3 separate regions of the Mus musculus genome follow, and regions 1 and 2 are each linked to region 3. A link is a contact called in public HiChIP or PLAC-seq and promoter capture Hi-C data. All regions are on one chromosome and are shown on one strand. Each heading gives the region's core, a stretch centred on a gene start, on an enhancer-like site or on the middle of the called end of the contact. The rest is flanking DNA. Distances are from core to core; before and after follow the strand shown.

Region 1 (2,700 bases), core at 18-2,517, 1.3 Mb after region 3:
CCGGGAGGACTCTGCGCACATTTTTTCCCCCAGCCCCTCTTCTCGTCGGTGTCTACACCGCCGGCGGCAGGTCCGGCCCTCCCCACGCCCCCCCACACCCCCACGGAGAAGGCTCGGATTTTACACTCGTCCCACAATGCATTCCACTTCATTTGCAATCCGCCGGGCTTCCAGCTTCCAGATTCCTGAGGGGGAAGGCACGTTGGGAGGCTCGGCGGCCGGGAGGGGGCGGCCCGGGTGGGGGCGCCGAGACTTGCAGCGTGGAAGCAATGGGAGCGCAGACAATGGCCCGATTCAGCGCAGGAGTGCTTAGCCAACTGTGCGCCACAGCACAAAAGACCCAAACAAATGAGGAAGCCGAGGCCTCCGGGGGCCGACCCGGGATCGCACGCCCCGGCAGCTTGACCGGTGGGCGGCAGCCCCAACCGCACTAGGAGGCTTCAGCGCGAGGCGTGGGGATGACAGCGTCCGAGTCGCGTCCCCCTGGACCTCCCAGCCGCGAGGGCCGCAGTCCCCGGCGCCCGCTGTCTCTGCTTCTCTCTCGCAGTCCTCGGGAGGCAGTCTTCATTCCAGAGGCTCGAACGGGGGGCGCACGGGAGCACCGGGACCGCCGCTGCGACAACGCAGGAAGAGCCCCGTTGGGTGCTGGCGACCGCGGCGCGCCGTCAGGCTTCCTCCTTCCGAGGCTGGCGGGGGCGCGGGAGGGTGGGGGCGCGTGCCGACACGCGTGGGTCCCCCGCCGCAGGCATACTCTTACTCACGGGCCGCGGTGGCTGCGGAGCCCGGCGATCGGCCCCCGCGCGAGGCCATCGCGGCTCGGGGACTAGCGCGTTGCGCTCTGGCACCGCCGAAAGCGGGACGGCTACCCAGTGTCATGCTAATCTCGGGGCAGCGCGGAGGCTCGGCGTAGATCCCCGCAGCAAAGCCCCAGCGGCGACGGCGACGGCGGCGGCGGCGGCGGCGGCGCGGGGCCTGGGCCCTGCGGATGACACCGCGCGGATCGTTCCACGTCTTTCCGATGGTCCCTCCCCCTCGCTCCGAGGGCTAGCCTTCGTGGGAACGCGCTGATCTGCGGCGCCCGGCCTGGTCCACCTGCGCCCAGCCGGAGACGCGGGGCGCCGCGAACGCGCGGGGACGCCAGGCCCACGCCGACTGCCACGCGCCAACGGCCTGCGCCCTCTGCGATCCTGAGTGGAAGTCACTCCCCAATGGCCTGGTTGCGCTGGCGGGCCCGGGGCCTCTGCACCGCCGGGCCCTGCACAGCTGCTTATGGTCCAAGCACCAATCGCTGCAGGACAGCGGTGCGCGCGGAGGAGGGGGCGCGGGCCAGACGCGAGGTCACGCCGAGTTAAAGGCGCCCGGCCTGGCCGCCAGCCCCGCCACGCGCCGCCACTCCCATTCTTATCCACCACTCTCACCTCCCCATTTGGGTTGCCAAAAATGCGTTTTGAGCTCTAAACAAGGAGAATAAACTTGATTGCCTCTGGAGGTGATCTGTCATTTCCCGTTTGAGCTGGGTGGTTTTTTTTTTTTTTTTTCTTTCTTTCTTTCTTTTTTTTTTTTTTCCTTTTCTTTAATGCATCTGTGACAACGAGACGTTCCCAATCATTTTTAAAGGTGGCATTCCACGCTGATGGGTGACAAGATGCAGAGCCAGCAATAGGAAGCCTTCATGGAAACGTGTATTCAGCAGTCGGAGGGCCCTAAAGGGTTAAGATTCAGGAAGCTCTGGCAAGACATCCAGGAGGCAGAAAGGCAATGAGATCTAGAAGGGAGGCCATCATCCATCTCCAGTATGTGGCTTGGTAATACATAGCCAGAACAACCTCTCTGTGGATACCAAGGGGGTGGGGATAAAAAGCCACAAGTCGCATATAAAACCTATAACTACATCAAGCAATATTAATTACTAACTACAAACCTATTAGCTAAATGTTTAGCGACCTCCTTTTAGATTCAAGACAAGCCTTTAAAAGGTACCCTTTGCTAAAATGGCAAGGAACAGAAAGACGACTGGTTTAGAAGATCAATGTGTAAAGGGCCATAGAGGTGAATTTTTTGTTAATGTTTTCACGAATGGGCGTTACTGACATTCAGGTATCTCAAATCAACAAAACATCAGTTCTCAAGACACCAAAATGGTCACACAAATTTTTGCAGTAATTATGACTTAAGAGGGATTGTGATCATGTGACAACTTTGGTATTCATTCACTGAGCAGATTAAATAGGCAACATACCAAATATGGTCCCATGCAATGAATGGTCCAGCAGAAAAGAAATGCAGGAAGCTGAGTTAAAGCCAAAAGTTGTGCCACATTTTATAAAGATGCATTAACCTCTGTGAGGCATGCCAGTAGCTGGGGCCTAGAGCATGAAGAGCCCCTCAAAGAGTGAAGGGATTGGTGTCCAGGGCCATGGGAACAAGTGCGACGGTCCTGAAGTCTAAACCAGTCTTGGTTTCTGTTGGAAGAAATGCAAGAAGGCCAGTATGGCTGGAGTCAGAGCTGAACAGGAAAGCCGTGGGCGGTGAGGTCAGAGAGAGGGAGCGTAGATCATGCAGGGACTTGCTAGCCATGTTCAAAGTTTTATTTCCTACTCTTGATGGACTGGGGGCCACAGAAGAACTCAAAGCAAAAATACAGCCATAATTTTATAATTTCTATATAGAAGGAGTTTAGAGGGTATAATATAAGGCAGG
Region 2 (2,700 bases), core at 37-2,536, 1.5 Mb after region 3:
AGAGGCAGGGGGCAGTTTCAGGCCAGCCAGGGCTATGGAGATATCAAAGACAGCCTCCCAACTCCCCCCCAAAAGAAAAAGAAAGATGTGGGATTTTAGATATATTCTATTTTAGCCAACAATATTTTCCAAACATCATTATAAGTTATCGATGAACTTGTAAAAACCTATTTGTGCATTGTCTTCAAGCCTGTGCGTATTTTATAGGAACTGCACACCCTCCGTTAAACTAGCAGATTTCAAGTGCTCTCTAGCCTTCCCTTAGTTACTGGCTCTCACAGCTGACAGTGTAAATCTTTTCCAACAACGTCATGAAAACTACACCAGCAATCCCGGCTTTATTCTACCTTACAAGCTTGGACACTTGCAATGGTCCTGACTATGCTGTAGGAAAATTTAAAAAGGAACGGAACAGGACAAGTGTTGACTGAATAGATTTCAGTGACACACAGGAAAGAAATCGCTTCCTGATTTCCCGGAAAATAATGGAGAAACCAAGCAAACCATTGACAGAGAGGGAACATGGAGAAGTACAAAGTTAAGTCCTCAGCACCAGATCACCTCGTCAGTGCAATCTATCATAGAAGAGAAACAAGCTAACCCAATCAGAGTATCTACTAAAGAAGACGGCTATCAATAAACAGGTGGTTTGGGATGCAAGTCACCGGCTAACAAGCAAGGATTCAGAGACATCCGATTGCAAAACGCTCAAATGAAGAACCAAAGGGCTGTCCCTAGGATCTCAGCATTAGGCTCTAGTAGCTGCCACTGGGCAAGGAGAATAACCTCAAAGTCCTAGAAACTGACATTATTTTCCTCCACCACTCCCACCTCTCTGGCAATAATTCTTTGCAGGGGAAGGAGAAACGCCAAGATTGCATCGGTGGACGCCAAGGGGAAACGCAGGCCACCAAGCCAGCCGGGATAGCCTGGCCTGGAAGGTCTCTGGGCCCAACTCACCCTGGCCGCACGCCCTGGACCCGCTGCAGCTGCGGCGAGTCGCCGTCAGCCCCGAAAGAGGCAAGAGAGCCAGGCAGGGGCGTCTAGGAATGCGGCCACCGACAAGCAACAGCCCCAGCCGCAGACCGGGCGACAGAAGGCGACACTTCCTTTTCCCCGCCTCCGCTGGCACAGGAAGCACTTCCTGGGCTTGAGTGACAGCACTCCACACCAGTCCTGGAATAGAACGGGTTTCCTTGTTAGGAAGGTGTTCCATTTCCTAGAGGAGAAAGAGTTGGGGGCGGAAAGAGAAGGAGCCAATAGGAGACGCGATCGTGAGAAGGGGCGGGGCTTCCTCGGTACCGCCCATCAGTAACTGGTCAGAGGTCTAGGTGTCCCTTAACGTGATCCCGGTTCCCGATCACACATAACGCGATCCTGGGTTCCCGGCCCACAATCGACTGCCGGTGGCTTGGTGCTGCCGAGGATCTGGAGCGCACGAGGTCGTACCCACGGCTGCGAGGAGGATTTCTCTAGACCGAGGCGCGGAAACGGGGTGCCCCGGCCTCCCGCCCGCTGCCCGCCCGTTCATCGCGGTAGCGAACGCCGTGCGCCCGGCACGATGGGTGCCAACGAGGACCAAGAGGTGAGAACCCAGGACTAGACACCCCTGTCCCGGCGCAGGTCACGACGTGGAGCACCCAGACTTCGCACGTGTCCTTTGCTCTGAGAACCTTCTTCGCCTGTCCGGATGTCCCACGTTGGTGGTTCCCCTGCCAGATAGCACTGGGCAACCTTATGGCCAGCAAGCACGAATGGGTTACGTGAGACTCAGCCTCCCGCTTCCCTCATTTGTCATTTTTGTATTTAGGTCTTCCTAGATTTCCTTGGTAAGATGAGTGTCCTTGGTCCACGACCCTAGAGCACTTGGCCGTCCTTAAATCCCTTGTGTGGCTTAGCGCTTGTGTGTCGAGTTATTCTGTCTTCAAATCTGAACGCCTTTAAATTTGAAAACTTGTGGTCTCGTGGAAAGGGTCGATCGAGTAAGTAAAATCTCTACAGAAAAATGAATGACCCTGGTGTTTCGGTTTCTGTCCATAATGCTCAGTGAAGTCACTCCTCAGTCTGTTGTTGAGGGATATACAATATTTTTGAGCATCCTCATGTCAATCAGAATTTTGTAGTTTGTGTTTTGGTTTTTGTTGTTGTTGTTATTGGTGGTGGTGGTTTGTTTGCTTTGCAAAATATCAAAGTCGGAAGGAATAGGTCCTATAAATCACCTGTCATTGAACTTTCCAACTCTGTAATGTGTCCAGATGAAAAAGGAAAAAGAGCACCCTAGCTTGGTGAACGTGGTAGAGTAAGGATTAGAAGATAAATCCCACCTGGCGGTAGTGGTGTACGCCTTTAATCCCAGTGTTAGGGTGGCAGAGGCAGGCTGATGTCAGAGTTTGAGACTAGCCTGGTGTTCCAAAAATGCCTTCTCAAACAAAGAAGACAAATCTTATGTAGCAGTAGACTCCTTGTGTAGTAGTAGATACATAGTAATTTGTTGTTTGTTTTGAATATGTTGCTTAAAAATTAACATTTGACAATGTGGGTGTTAATAGAATCTAGACTACAAATACTCCATACAGGAACCCCACATTCACAAGGTAATTGGTATCTGAATATCCTGCTAAAATATTCTTACCAGTTCAATGAATCCAAAGCATTAATAAATCCAGGTGAGGGAGACTAGAGAGGAAGGGTTAGAGACTA
Region 3 (2,700 bases), core at 53-2,552:
AGTAATACCAGCTATTTGAGGGAGCCAGTGAAAACTACCTTGTAACAACTGGATTATTCCACTAATTGTATTTTTCATGAAGTTCTCTTGCTGTGCTAATACAAAGTTTCCATTAATAAAAACATGCCATCATATTTGCACACATTAAAAAATTAAGGGAATGCCAGCACACTATAGAGTTCTATAGAAGCCAAAGGTTTACAATTAAAAACTTCGTCACACTCTAATGAAGATGAAGACTACTGGAAGAATTGATGGTGGGCATGTTTCCCACATACTATTTCCTGGTTGACTGGAACTTGGACAATAGCAAGTACTTTTAAAAGTACAGTAAATACATGCTATATATATATATTTGAAATGTGGTTCGACTTCACTGAGCTATGCCATAAAAGTAAAATACACACTGAATTGGGAACCGTGGTACAAGAGCAAAATAAAATACACATAAATCATTGCTGATATAATTACATACTGAAAGAGTATTTGGGATTAGATTATTAAAAGAAATCCCATGGCTTGTTTTTGTTTTATTAATGTGGATACTAAAAAGTTCCAAGTTACCATCTTGCAGTATGTATTTTTCTCCTGGAAATTCCTATATGCCTGTTTATACCAACTGAAACGGACATCTAGGAAATGTCCGTGCAGACACTGGGTGGAGGAGAGGGTTGTACATAGCAACAATCGGTTACCTAGTTACCTGTTGGTTGAGGTCAGCACCTGTTTGCAGCTGCCAGAGAAGAAAGCACGCAAGGCCGCCACCTGCAGCTAGGTGAGCAGGCGACTGCTCCTGGGGATCCGGAGGTGCGTTCACTGATGCTCCTGTCTCCAGCAAACTCTTAAGGTCATCCTCCTGCAGGAAAAGAACAGCTTGTCACTGTCCTGTCCCGCTCGAGCCCTCTGAGCTGAAAATCCACCCCTCCACGGAAAAAAAAAGAAAACAAGATCTGACAAGGTTTGACTTGGTAACCCAGCAGTTTGTCACTGTCACGTTTGTTAGAGCTCCTAAGACACACAGACCTCTGGGAGATCTAGCCTGCAGGACTTAAAGGGGCGAGAGTCTCACCTCCAAGTTGCAACTAAGCAACAGCATCGCCCACCTAAAGCAGATGACAAGTGTCCCCGGGAGTTCAGAGAGGCAACACTGGCCGGTAAGAATGCAAGGGACTGCCCCAGTTCGGGAGAATTTAAAGCTCTCGGGAACCTGCAGGGCCGCGGCTCCTCCCCGCCGCTCCCCAGCCTGGGAGCGTTCCCACGGCCTGGTTCTGCCCAGCGCGATGTCCCCAGCCCCGCTGCGGCCTCACGTACCCAAACACTGACATGTGCAGCCTGGAACCCCAAGCAAAAGAGGAGGGGGCGGAGCCTGCTGCGCGGCCTGCCAGCTGATTGGCCAGGCCGACCTCCCCCTGGGTCCGCCCTGTTGGGAGCGAAGCCCAGGCGGCCGCAGCACGCGTGCGCAGTGAAGGTGGTGGGCGAAGAGGGTGGAAGGCCTGGCCTTTGCGCTTTGGCGGCGGCCATGATGCGAGCCGAGCTAGGCACGTACTGCTGGGTGGAGTCAAGCCCTTTTAGCCCTCTGGAGAAGCCGCAATCGCCGGTGCATGGCTTTGTGACTGAGAGCACGCACGTAGCCCGGAAAAGAGGGAAGCAGAAGTAGCCCACACCCATCCACCCCCGCAGGCCCCGCGTCCTCCACCTCCAGCTTGGTCCGAAGGTGCTTCCTCCTGCCCCACGTCCTCCGCCGCCGCGCGCGCCGCAGGATGCTTTGGAAGGGGATGCAGCGGTGGGGCGTTAGAGGGCATGTCGATGAGACTGTGACGGAGGGTTTACCATAGGAGATGCTCTCCCAAACCCAGTGAATTACCTATCAGTCAGTGTTGCCTTTGTGAGCAAGGTGGCAATTCCTGTGAAATAAGCCACCCATTGTCACACGTCCCCTGAGGGTCCGAAACCCGTCCTGGTTCCGGCAATAGCTAGTAAATACAAGGAGTTTGCCAAGGGGATGGCCCTCACTCCGGTTATTAGGAATAATAAGAATACGGAAAGGAAAGAACAAAAGATTACCGTGAAGAAAGCAGCCAAGTGATTTAATGTTAGTGATGTGATCTGCTGACAGCATGAACCCCTGCGCTAGGACATGAGAAGGGCTTCATCAAAACCCAGAACCCAAATTAGAGCATCAGATAAGCCTGAGGAACAAAAGGACTCTTCCCAGGATACTACTACTCAAAGCCTTGAAGTCAGTAAAGTCTGAGAAGCAGACCAAAAGAAACAATAATTTAGGGTGAGATTTTAAAACAAACATGGCATTACTGGTAAAATTCATGACAATGTAATAACTGCAAAGTTTGAATTCCTTTTCATGAACCCTGTTGACTTCTGACTGTAGTTAAAGTTAATGGTAGCAGGTGAAACATAGAGGTAAGAAACTATTAACAGCTGGTTAGACATCAAATAACATGTAGAGTTTACTTGACACAGAAGACCGTGTCGCTTAAAATAGTCTATGTTGTGCTTCTTCCTGTAAATCTTAGCTCCTAAGGAAGTTTTATTTAAATATTTGGCTTCCCGTTTTAATGAGGATTCTTTTTCAATAGTTGTAACAGAAGATATCTGAACCAGTATGGTTTTAAAGAACAGCAAGTTTATCATAGTCACAGTTTTCCCAACAAGTCACAAAATTCTCACCCATTAATTTTC

What was found. HiChIP or PLAC-seq counts read pairs in DNA pulled down with a chosen protein or histone mark. Capture Hi-C pulls out chosen DNA fragments and counts their contacts.
Region 1: a contact with region 3 is called in an H3K4me3 HiChIP or PLAC-seq map of embryonic limb bud, with 4 times the contacts expected there. The contact joins the promoter of Stox2 here to the promoter of Ankrd37 in region 3. A contact is called at or near these places in 1 of 39 promoter capture datasets (pre-B cells) and 1 of 115 datasets of contacts at active chromatin or transcription factors (embryonic limb bud).
Region 2: a promoter capture Hi-C map of liver shows a contact between it and region 3, with 5 times the contacts expected there. The contact joins the promoter of Rwdd4a here to the promoter of Ankrd37 in region 3. A contact is called at or near these places in 5 of 39 promoter capture datasets (the HPC-7 cell line, hippocampal neurons, liver and 1 more), 4 of 484 Hi-C or Micro-C datasets (CD4 T cells, LSK cells, double positive thymocytes and 1 more), 2 of 115 datasets of contacts at active chromatin or transcription factors (astrocytes and bone marrow-derived macrophages) and 3 of 9 other capture datasets (adipose tissue, liver and macrophages).

What each region holds. Positions count from the first base shown.
Region 1 is chr8:47,288,135-47,290,834 of GRCm38.p6, forward strand. It overlaps Stox2 (storkhead box 2), which reads right to left and starts at 1,268. Exons shown (of 4, transcript NM_001114311.1): 1 at 1-1,268.
Region 2 is chr8:47,532,359-47,535,058 of GRCm38.p6, forward strand. Rwdd4a (RWD domain containing 4A) reads left to right here and starts at 1,287. Exons shown (of 8, transcript NM_203507.3): 1 at 1,287-1,585. The coding sequence starts at 1,562. It overlaps Trappc11 (trafficking protein particle complex 11), which reads right to left and starts at 1,112. Exons shown (of 30, transcript NM_177240.3): 1 at 961-1,112.
Region 3 is chr8:45,998,548-46,001,247 of GRCm38.p6, forward strand. It overlaps Ankrd37 (ankyrin repeat domain 37), which reads right to left and starts at 1,303. Exons shown (of 5, transcript NM_001039562.1): 1 at 1,070-1,303; 2 at 704-856. The coding sequence starts at 1,096.